Linked DNA regions of Mus musculus: region 2 is linked to region 1. Evidence: chromatin contacts called from public HiCAR-type data. All regions are on one chromosome and are shown on one strand. The core of a region is the stretch at or near the end of the contact, and the rest is flanking DNA. Distances in the headings are between cores, read along the strand shown. Region 1 holds the start of Srek1ip1 (splicing regulatory glutamine/lysine-rich protein 1interacting protein 1). Region 2 holds the start of Ipo11-lrrc70 (Ipo11-lrrc70 readthrough).

Region 1 (5,833 bases), core at 2,102-4,601:
CCTTTGGCAACTACTAATTTCTTTTCTGTCTGTGTGGACATTGCCATCTGAACATTTCATATGAATGGAATCATACAAAATGTGCCCCTTTAGCCAGGTGTTGTGGTGCACGCCTTTAACCCCAGGACTTGGGAGACAGAGGCAGGCGGATTTCTGAGTTCAAGGCCAGCCTGGTCTACAGAGTGAGTTCCAAGACAGCCAGGGGATACAAGAAACCCTGTCTCGAAAAAACCAGAAAAAAACAAAACAAAAAAAAGTGCCCCTTTGTATCAGATTTCTTTCACCAAATATGTTTTCATTGAAATTAGAGAGGTCTGTCTTCCAGTTCTGTATATTTAGGCTTAAAATGGTTGTAAAACCTCAGTAGAGCATAAACAATGGCTTTATAATCTTAATGACAAATATTTCAAGACAGAACAAATATTTAATACAAAGCTCATTTTACCAATAATAAATGGAAACATGTATTCCCAACAACCTTCCTAACTTCGACTTGACAGATTTCTCACGCTTTCTATGCTTCAATGCTACCATTTTTTTTTTCTTACATTGTTTTTTGTTGTTGTTGTTGTTGTTTGTTTTGGTTTGGTTTTTTGATTTTTTGGTTGGTATTTTTGTTTGTTTGTTTGTTTGTTTGTTTTTTTTGAAACAGGGTCTCAATGGGGCTTTGTAGACCAGCCTGACCTTGAACACACAGAGATCCATCTTCCTCTGCCTTGGAGTACTGGTATTAAAGGAGTGTATGGCCACACCTACCAAGTTGTTACATTTGTTTGTTTTCAAAACAGGGTTTCTTTGTATAATCCTGGCTGCCCTGGAACTTGCTTTGTAGACCAGGGTGGCCCTGTACTCAGAGATCTACCTGTCTCTGCCTGCCAGATGCTGTGATTAAGATAAGCACCACTACTCCTGGCCAAGTTTCTACATTATTACTGCTATCTTTAAAATGACATTTGTGAAAGCAGGCTTAGTTAATCTAGGTACCATGTAACTAACAATTAAAACTTAGATCATAACATTAAAAAATTACCGACAAGTACCTGGACTTTGTGTGATTTCTTTTTTCTTTCATTCTTTTTTAAAATGTGAGTTCTGTAACATGTGTCTTTAATCCCAGTGCTCTATGGTGAGCCAAGGAGACAAGAGGTTCTCCAGAAGCTCACAAGCCAGCGAGGCTGGCACAGGCAGCATCACACAACAAAAAGACGCTGCCTTTAATTAAGCTGAGAGAAGATAAGGGCCATCAACTAAAGTTATTCTCTGAACCTTCGAATGTGTGCAGTGGGACCAGCATGGAACAAGACACAGACACAAACAGACATAGACACACATACACACACACACACACACACACACACACACACAAAGTTTTAAAAATACTTGTTGTATGAATGAGCTCCTGTTCAGAAGTGCTTTTACTCTGTGGATATATCAAATCATTTCCTACAGTAAACAACTGTTTCCAGCACAGCTAAGGACTCATATGAAACCCTGTTTTAGTTCTTAAAAAAGAAGTCATTAGAGTCAAACAACTAAATGTGCCCATGAGGAATAACAGTTTAACTCCACCCTCACCTATGCTTAATACCTCTCAGAAGCTAAAGAAACAGCATTAAGTCATGTGCCTAGCTATTCTTTCGTAGTGTACGAACTCTACGTAAAGCAATGTTCTAGGCCAGTGGTTCTCAACCTTCCTAATCCTGTGACCCTGTAATACAGTTCCTCATGTTGTATTTACCCTCAACCGTAAAACTATTTCCAGCTATTTTATAACTGTAATCTTGCTGTTATGAATCCTAATATAAATATCTAATATGCGGGGTATCTGATATTCGACCCCTGTAAATGGGTTATTCAACCCAAGGGGTCATGAGCCACAGGTTGAGAACCACTGCTCTAGATGCTCATCTTCAACTCTATAGTGTTTGCATTCTATATAGGAAAGAAACCAAGGTAAGATACTGTTAAATACTGGGTAATTGCTGAGACCCAGGGCATCACTGAGATCTGCTATTTGATAGGCTTCTTTGTTACATTTGAACAGGTAAAATAGCAAACTAGAGAAATGAAGCGTGAAGGTTCTGCATTGTGGAATGGTCAGTCTATTTCATCTCTACACGCATTTATTCATTAAAATTAATATTGTCCTCTAGAAATATATAGCTCAGCATGAAATCTATCAGGGAATCTACTCCCATTCCTATGAAATAACATTCCTCACTCCTCCCCTGCTTCTAACTGACAATTATCTCAAAAGATATCTCCTCCAAGATGTTTTCCCCATCATTTCCTGTTTTCCCTCCATCACTGTCATGGCAATATAATCTCTTCTTCAATACCTCCCAAGCAAAGGCAGGTGTGTTCATGCACGTCTGTAATCCTGAGATAGGGAATTAGTATATATATACGTGTGTGTGTGTGTGTGTGTGTGTGTGTGTGTGTGTGTGTCTATAATACAGACACACATATAAAGGTAGAATACCAACCTTTGTATCATCAGCACCTAGTAGAGTGCGTGGTGCCAAAGAGGCCTTCAATAATGACTGTAGAGAATGCACGATCTCCAAGTTAAACAACAAGCAAAAGTGTACAATCTTGAGATAAGTCTTAAAAACAATAGACACTAGAAGGCGCTCACGTGAGTTGGATCAAGGAAGTTAAGGGGTCAGAAGACTAGCGAATAGGGAGGTTGCCCAAGAACTCTTTCAAAAATATGCTGAGACACGTCACCGTAAAGAATATAAATGCAACACTGGCCATATGCAGGGTGTGGAGAAGAGTCCTTTGGTCTTTCCACCTCTAAAATCCCCGATAGCTGCCCCTCCCTGCCCGCCCCCAGTCACCGTGTCCAGGAGGTAAGGCTCTCACCTTCCCATTAGTGGGCGGCTCCTGGATGTAGATGTTACTCATCTTGCTCAGTGCTCAGGACTCCGCTCCTTAGTGTGGCCGCAAGCGAATGGCGGGTCTCCGGCGAGGCCCACCTGTTAGCACACAATTCTTTAACCTGAGTATTTGGGGGAAAACTTCACTCGGTCAGAGTCGGACAAGACAGCCGTACTAATCACTAGTTACTCCCCAAACTAGCCCATCATGGACGCCGCCATGTTGCTCCCGGACCGGAGCACCGCTAACCCCGGGAGGGGGGACTTCCCTGTCCTTCAGGAAACTAGAAAAGACTATAGGACCTCTACAACTTTAGAGAATTTGTAGCGAGGTTTATAATACGAGCTAAAGGGCCAATCCGTAAATCCCGGGGCTGCGTCCAGGTCAGGCGATTGCAGATAGCACTCACCTCCCGAAGCGGGCCGAAATGGTTCCGACCGCGTGTGCTCCGCGGTAGGACACCCCTGGAAACTGCATCCACAGCCACTTAGTTCCGCCAACCCTAGATGTGCATCGGGCCTTCCCCTGCCCGGTGAAGTTGTAGTGGCCGGGTGGGAGAGATCCCTTTGGGAATGCGCTGTCCTCGCAACGGACCTGAACCTAACGTGATCTCGAAAGCCCAGGACTCCGACGATCCCACTCACCTTGCATCATGGCAGTCCCAGGTGAAGGTCAACCGCAGGGCTCTCTCACTCCAGAGGAATGAGACGAGCAGGGAAGCCCAGAGCACGGGGGTGGGTGGCAGCGAGCACTTGGGGAATCAGGCGAAGGCCTAAAAATTTAGATTTGGTCGGCTTACATGAAAAAGCTTATACTACAAGTTCAAAGCGGGGTGAGAAAGATAGGGAAAGATCATCTCTGTCATTCTTGGACAAGCCCAAACTGCACAGGATTAGAGGGAAAGTGTATTGTAAGAGGGACAAGGGACTTGGTGACAATGAGAACTGTAGGCCTAAGGGGACAACTTGCCCAGAAGACTGTAACTTTCACACGATTTCAAAATAAAATTCGAAATGTGAGCATTTTGCCGAATCCAGGTGGCTATACACATTATACTGAAAGTCGCCAAGAAGAGCACCTGAGGCTTGTTCTAGCACTTCCAGCCTGTAATTTCTATGTGGCTGCAGGCCCGCTGCTGTGCCCTTCCGGGCCTCAGTTTCCCTATCAGTTTCAAGACAGTGCTTTCTCGAATTAGATCTAAGATTCTTTGTAGGTTCCACTTTTGTGTTCAGAGGTTTCTAACCTAGAAACGGCAAACTGAGCTCCGGGGATGTTTTTGTTGCTCCAGTTTACTGGGGAGCCGCTAAGAACTTCCCCAAGCCGACTTTGTCAGAATGTGTTTCTGTAAAACCCTATTATCAAGCAGGTGTTTTTAAGAGATATACCCGCCTCGCATCTCGGAGATTCACAGTGCATAGTACTGTAGGAAAGACCCTCAAACTATTTGTGAAGCCCCAACTTTGCTTAACACTGCCCCTTCCCGCTACTGTTTGACCCCTGTCTTTGTTCCGTGGCAGCCTTTTCTGAACTTTATTCTAGAGATTACTGTTGCGGGGTGGGGCTGCTTCCTAACTTCTGCAGAGGAGCACTCCAGGAGCTGTGAAAAGAGAGGTGACTACATTTATTGAGTGTGTGGCAGTCAGCATGGTAGAAACCCTTGCTCTCCTAGAATTCGGGGGGGGGGGGATTTACAGAAAGTAGAACTAACGCTGGGGCGAGCAAAAACAGGACACCTAACAGGATCCAGAGTGTACAAAAGGATGTTCCAGATGAAAGCTAAAGAAAGGTGAGAGTGCAGGGGACCTGCAGGGAGAGGGAGCAGATACAGAAAGGAAGAGGAACTAAAAGAGGGAATGAAAGAGCCCTGCCGTGGCTAACGATCAGCTAACCTGAGAGAAAAGAGAAATTAACTAAAGCGATAATTCAAAGTATCTAACTTTTACTATGTAACCCATGTATCTGATACTATGTCAAACATTGTATATTTTTTTCCTCCCTTTAATAACCACTGCTATGAGATAGCTGTTGTTAGTCTCACTTCACAGACGGAGAAATCAAGTAACTTGCCTATTACAAAAGCTAATGGAGATTATCCAAGCTCTTGGCCACCATGAATGCAAATGCATTCTCCAACATATCCATGGCACAATAGATTCCCTGCGACTGAAGGACCTTACAAGCAAAAACAAAGTGTTAGGATGTTAATAGACAGTAGGAAAACACTTAACAGCTTTAAGAAAAATTACATTTTAGGATACTGTGACCTAGAGGAGAGTTAGTTAATGTAGAGGCGTTGTTGGTACTTAAGGGTGATTCTGGTCAGTTATGTTACCATTGAGGATGTAGACTCATTAAGAGAGAAGCAGCTAATTTGGAGGGGGGGGTGGTGGTGGTGGTAGAATCACTAAGAATTAATTGCTTTGGTGTGGGTAGGAAATGAGATTAACCTGGTTTTTGACATTAGCTCATTTGAGGAGGCCTCATAACTGGGAAGACATCCCTCAAGATCAGAGTTGAGAGATGGTGGTAAGGTCAGTCTGGAACTTGTGTTGAGGTCTATCTGGCCCGGGATGGAAATGGCCCATAGATAGCATGGGAATAAACAGAATACTGGACAAGAAGTCAGAGTCAAAACCAACACTTATTATAGGACTAAAAGGATAAAGTGTGAGGGACTGTGCAGACACAGTGGGTAATGTGTGAAGGGAAGACCTGACTGGAGTCTAGGAATAATAGCATGTAAAGGAAAGAGCTGAGAACCACGAGCCTGCACAGTACTTGCCTAAGCATTTCGTGAGGCTCTGGTGACCTCTGCATCACACAGTTGCACCCAGAGTTGGCCTGCTGTCACTGCCCATCATTTGGGCAGGCGCTGGAGCACTGGTAGAGTATGAACACACCAGGAGACACACCGTAAAACTTTAGGAATGATAATTTGCTCCTGAAGAAA
Region 2 (5,833 bases), core at 1,788-4,287, 2.0 Mb after region 1:
TTCTGACAGCTCTCTTTACTGGGTTAATCTGTTTGCTGATAAAGTGTATTTGTTGTGGCTGCTGCTCTGTCTTGGTTTTGGCTCATGGCCTTACTATATAACCCTGGCAGGCCTAGAACTCACACAATCTGCTTGCCTCTGCCTCTTGAGCACCAAGAGGTGTGTCTATGCACAGAATGATAGTTTTAATGCTTATTTTTTTCATAAAGTTACCCTTCATCACCACATATTCAAAAGTGCTTCCGAGAACAGCACTTAGCATACTGCATACTAATCGTGGGTCTTCTTCTGGGTTTGAGTTCTAGCAAGACTAGGAACCACATCTAGTTTTTCAATACTGTAATCTTAGTGCCTAGGCAGCACCAAAGCATAAAATTAAAGCTTCGGCTCAAGTCAGAGCTAAAACACACCGTAAGTCATGAGGATTCTGAAAAATTAGTTAAACTCTCTCCCATTTTTCCTTATGTGTAATTTAATATAGATATTACAACCTTACAAGACTTTAGAGATAAACATGATTTGTGGCATATTTAACATGATGTTAGTACCCAGAAAGTTGGCTACTTATCTTGGTACAGTATCAAAGAAAATATATGCAGAACGAATACACTTTATTCAAATTATTTATAAACACTTGAACAATCCTAACATAATTCTATGAGAAGGATTAAATTTTATGGCCACATGGCACTACGGAGTTTTTTATAGTCAATATTTAGTTGAGTCATAAAGCAGAATGTTCAAAGAGAATGACTTGTGCCCCATTTTCAGGAACAATTTGTTTATCAAGTCCAATCTGCTGCAAGCCAGAACTTTCCAGAGAATCCGGGGAGGTGTTACAAACCGAGGCAGTTACATTGTACCTTGCTGACTGATAAAAGCTGTAATACTCGAGTCTATTTTCCACTGAGTCTTCTAGAGCCTTTAGTTTTTGTTTAAACTGAATAACTTTGTAGATCAAAATAATGATTAAAACACAAGCTAAGATGAAAAAAGCTAGCAAAAAGTCAAAGGCCTCATTCAACTTCTCAACTTCTTGTGTACAAATGAGAGATGCTTTTCCTGACACAGAAGAGGCATCAATTGGTAGAGCAGTGTTTTTTTCCGAGGTCAAGGTAACAGAAGTGAGCTGTGTCTGCGCAGACACAACTGCGGTCGTCTCCAGTGCATTAGCAAGTGTACTCTCTTGAAAAGGTCTACTGGCCGGGGAAGCTCGGGCCGGTTCCCAGACGCGACTGCTCTCCGCCACAGGGCTTTCCAACGGGTTCCCACTTGTGCTTACTTTATGCCAGGCCATCATTAGTGCAGTGGTCGTGTGATGAATAGAAGAGATTTTACAGCCCAAGTTCTGGATATATTGGTCCAAGGTAAAGGCAATTTGTAATGTTAGTCCATTTAATATAACATAATGTTCTGCCACACATAGATATGGGATTCTGATAACAGATGTTTACAGCAAGGGCTGACGAGGCTAGCCACTCTTGAAGACCCAAAAGTTTGTATTCTCAAAATTGGAATTTGCCTGAAGAGGAGTCAATGAAGACAATGGCTTAGGGACCCTTGGATGTAATTCTGTAAGATTATTAAATGACAGATTAAGGATCTTCAAGATGCTCCCAGAGGTTCAAATGTATTATTATCTATGTTAAGATGCTTGTTTCTAATTTACAATAAATTGCTTAACAAGCTAAATGTATCAGGTTTACAATTTCTAAAATAACTCTCAGTTAAAGTCAAATGTTTAAGGTTGTTAATTTTACTAAACCCAATCCTAGTGACATTTATGATCTTTACACGCTTCAGGAGGGAATAATTTACATTAATAGCTCACTGATAAATGCAAAAGGCTGTCATGATTCAAAAAGGTAACTTAAAGACAGTCTCAAGATTTGTAACAACATTTAATGTTACTTTTGTTAAGATATTACTTTCTAGATACAAAAAATGAAGAGAGATAAGACATTGAAAGTCTGAGATCTATGTCCTTAAATTTTTATTGTTCAATAAAAAGAATCTGGGAACAGAACAAGTATACCAACTATGTCTAGGACAGTGGTGAGTTCTCGGTAAGTGTAGACTTTTACACACCACCAATCAATGTCCTTAGAACAAAAGACACCCAGTTAGACCACAAATATAAACTATGAACATCTCATCACCCCTTAGGCGCTAAGCAATTTATACAACTGTTTAAAGATAGAAAATACAAATGGCTTAACTGAACAAAGCCTTTAAGATATTCATACGTGATAGTTACCCAAATAGAATTCTGGAAAAGAATTAAATAATCCAATTTCACTAACATGAAACATTATTCCCAAATCCAGAAAAACTGGACCTTTAGGAAAATTCTAAGGAATGTGAAAGGACTGGGGTAGTCTGTCTTCCATTTAGAGTTGGTAAGAATACAAATAACAATAATGATATTAAAAACAAACAAACGAACAAAAAAAAGAGCAGGTAGCAACCAGAAATAAACACAGGCAAGGAAGAGAAAATAAAAATCCACATGTAACCCAACCTAACTTCTTTTTCCACATCAGAACTGACTCCAAAGACAAAATTTTAAATTGTCAGAAAGGTCTTAAAACAAAAGTATCAAAATACTGAAACTTCAATAGTCCATTTAAAGTAGGATAAGCCAAAACCGCGTGTTAACACATATTATGGGTGACAGTATGAACTGCTAACACAGCTATGAAATCAATTCTTTAGCAAAGATAATTCAAACTCAACAAACTAAAATATGTTTGCTAAGATAAACTTTTAGAACCGACTCTGACACACATAACAAATGACGTGAGGATAACGATTTTTGGATACATGCCCCATAACCTATATGAAGCCTAACATCAAATAATAACTTAGGAAAATACGAACAGAAAAAGCAGGCTGTACTTTTCCACCAGGTTCTTTCGGCTAAACAACTGTACTTAAATAATCTTACCAAGGATACGGGACTCGTATCATCACGTGGCTTTAAGGCTTTGTTTTAACTCTGCAGAGCTCCGTTCTTTAACTCAGTTCCTCTGGGCACTGCTGACCGCCAGCACTCCACCGTTTTTTGAATTTTAAAGCCATGGCTATGCAGGAAACGCCACTCTTCACACTGGTTCCTCTACAGCCAATGTGTAAAACAGGGGTTGCCATGGATACAGGAAACTGAGAGACAGGAAGCAAGTTTATCTGTGCTTCAAAAGTATTGTTGAAAGGAAGTCTCAGGAAAGTATTTTTTTTTTCAGAACGCACTCAGTTTTCCTAATATATACACCTAAGTAATTCCTATAACTTGAAAGAGGATTTTAAAGCCAAATGTCTGAAAACTTGAGGTATTCAAAAATCTAAATAAGAAGTCTCTAGTTATCAACAACACATATTGTCTCTGTGTTTGTGTGTGCGTGCATGCCTGCACGCGTGCGTGAAGGTCAGAATTGACACCAGTGTCCCCCTCTGTTACCCTATAACTTGCTTGTTAAGCTAGGTTCTCACAATCTGAGCTCACAGACAGTTTCTCAGACAGTTGCTACTCCCCAGAGTTAGGACCACAGCTGGATTTTGAAGGTAGGTGTTGAGGATCGGAAGCCAAGTACATTACTGACAGACATTCCCCTGCTCAATATCACAGTCACTAAATCAAAAGCACACTGAAATAGGAGTATATAAAATAAAGTGATCTTTATAAAAACATTTGAGACAGAGTCTCATTATGTAATCATGGCCAGCCTGGAACCCTCTATACATAAAAGCCAGGTTTGCCTTGAACTCATAAGAGACCTGCCTGACTCTGCCTCCTGAGTCTGTAATTAAAGGCATGTACTACCACACCAAGAATTTTTAAGCGCATTGTCCTATTTATTTTCAAATACTTACTGAAGACTTATTGATTTTTAAAAGAACATAAAGTTAGTAAATAATTTAGGATGAACAAAATATTAACACAATATTCTAATATTTTGAATTTTTAAAAATATTTTTTGTTTAGAAAATACTGATTACTATCAATTAATTGAGGAAATTAAGGCCATGCCCTGGGTTGGAAAGTAACATAAACTCCCTTACCAAATTATTAACAGAGTTTATCCCTGGATAAAAAGTTAGGGAGAAGAGACTGGGGAGATGACTGGGTAGGTAAGATGCTTACTATGCAAGCATCAACACTTGAGCTCAGACCACCAGCACCCATGTCAAAAAAGCTGATGTGGTTCCATATACTCAGACCCCAGCATTGGGACGGCAGAGACAGGAGGGGATCCCGAGGTCTGCTGGACAGCATCCTACCTAAATCAGCAAGAGACTCTATCTTGAAAAAAAAGATGAACTCTGGTTTTCAAACACATGTGCAAATGTACACCACACACACACACCAATGTGTTTACATATGACACATGAGGGGGGGGAGGGAGGGAGGGGGGAGGGAGGGAATGAGTTGCGGAAGAGTAAAAGTAGATGTTCCTGAATTACTTTTTACTCTATATGAATGTCTGAATTAATTTGAATACTTTGGCATGAAAAGTAATCTGAATATAACGTAATTTTTTATTTAAATAAAGATTTAGGAGCCAGGCAGCCCGCTCAGAAGGTAAAGCTCTTGGCATACAAGCCTGGTGACCTGAGTTGGACCCCAGCACCATATAAGGAAGCCAGATCCAGTGGCACGCACCTCATGCATCTCATCCTCCTATTCTGAGTCAGAGGTGAGAGCAAGAGAGCTGTCTACAAGCTTTCAAGCCAGGCAGCTTAGAGTATACAGCGTGGCAGAAAAAAAGAGAGACCCTGTCTCCACAAGGTGAAAGGACACAACCAACTCTCAAGTTGTCCTGTGCCCTCGATATATGTGCCACACATATACATACATACATACATACATACACACACACACATACATATATATTTATCTCACGCATGCGTCCACATACAAGTAAATAAATAAAAGTCTTCTAGCTGAATAATTATACATAGTTTAGCCATTGATTTCTGACTTTTATCAATTTATTTTTAGTATTATCAGTAACATACAAAGTGGGAGAGAATACTATGCACACAATTTTCAATTAAATCATACAAGTCAAACAGGAAAGAGTTAAAGGGCAAGTCTATTAAATTCAAAATAAAGGGAAGACACACAAGACAAGATCAGAACGACGTGAGGACTCCTTCTCCTCCGTAGCCTGTCTACTTTACCTGTTTCTATATATTGCCTTAACTACTAATTTCAGGGGGAGGGTGTCACTTGGGAAGTCTACAAAATTCTCTTTCAGTAACTATAAAGAACCTTTATGAATTACATAAAACTATTGCATTCTACCAAAAGAATTTTGTTCTTCATGTTTAATTTTTCCAAATAGCAACATACCCCTTCTAACAATAAAAATATAACCACTAAGTGAAGACTTTAGAGAAAACAACTCCCTGTGTCTGTACAAACTGACTTGAATTCAGCTAGAACAGAGAGAAGCCAACAGATTAGGGGCAGGAAGATGATGGCAGAGCACGTAAAGGCATCTACTACCAAGGCTGACGTTCACCTGACAGGACATGTTTTGTAGAAGAAGAGGACTGGTTCCCAAGCTGTCTTCTCTTATCTGTACACCTCCCATGGTACACATTCTGACACACAAAGTAAATAAATTTAATTTATTAAAATCTAACAGAGTATACAATGCTTTTATAAACGCTAAGGCCAACATTACTATCTGTCTATGCAGGCACTGAGAGTAGTTAAATGTTCCTGTGAAAATGACACTGCATGAATCAGCAAGAGTTTAAAGATGCGGAAATAATACCAGGCACTCCCTAATTTAAGAACCAGTTTCTTTTGGTACAATAGAATAAT

What was found. HiCAR-type assays count read pairs that join an accessible place to other places.
Region 2: a HiCAR-type map of astrocytes shows a contact between it and region 1, with 5 times the contacts expected there. The contact joins the promoter of Ipo11-lrrc70 here to the promoter of Srek1ip1 in region 1. A contact is called at or near these places in 10 of 39 promoter capture datasets (the 3T3-L1 cell line, the C10 cell line, the HPC-7 cell line and 5 more), 5 of 115 datasets of contacts at active chromatin or transcription factors (astrocytes, double positive thymocytes, embryonic forebrain and 2 more) and 1 of 9 other capture datasets (liver).

What each region holds. Positions count from the first base shown.
Region 1 is chr13:104,813,819-104,819,651 of GRCm38.p6, forward strand. Srek1ip1 (splicing regulatory glutamine/lysine-rich protein 1interacting protein 1) reads left to right here and starts at 3,352. Exons shown (of 5, transcript NM_026075.3): 1 at 3,352-3,548. The coding sequence starts at 3,536. Cwc27 (CWC27 spliceosome-associated protein) reads right to left here and starts at 3,135. Exons shown (of 14, transcript NM_026072.1): 1 at 2,869-3,135. The coding sequence starts at 2,910.
Region 2 is chr13:106,833,265-106,839,097 of GRCm38.p6, forward strand. Ipo11-lrrc70 (Ipo11-lrrc70 readthrough) reads right to left here and starts at 3,038. Exons shown (of 4, transcript NR_165805.1): 1 at 2,948-3,038. All of the region lies in intron 27 of Ipo11 (importin 11), which reads right to left. Lrrc70 (leucine rich repeat containing 70) reads right to left here and starts at 3,038. Exons shown (of 2, transcript NM_001378597.1): 1 at 2,948-3,038; 2 at 455-1,572. The coding sequence starts at 1,300. The coding sequence ends at 725.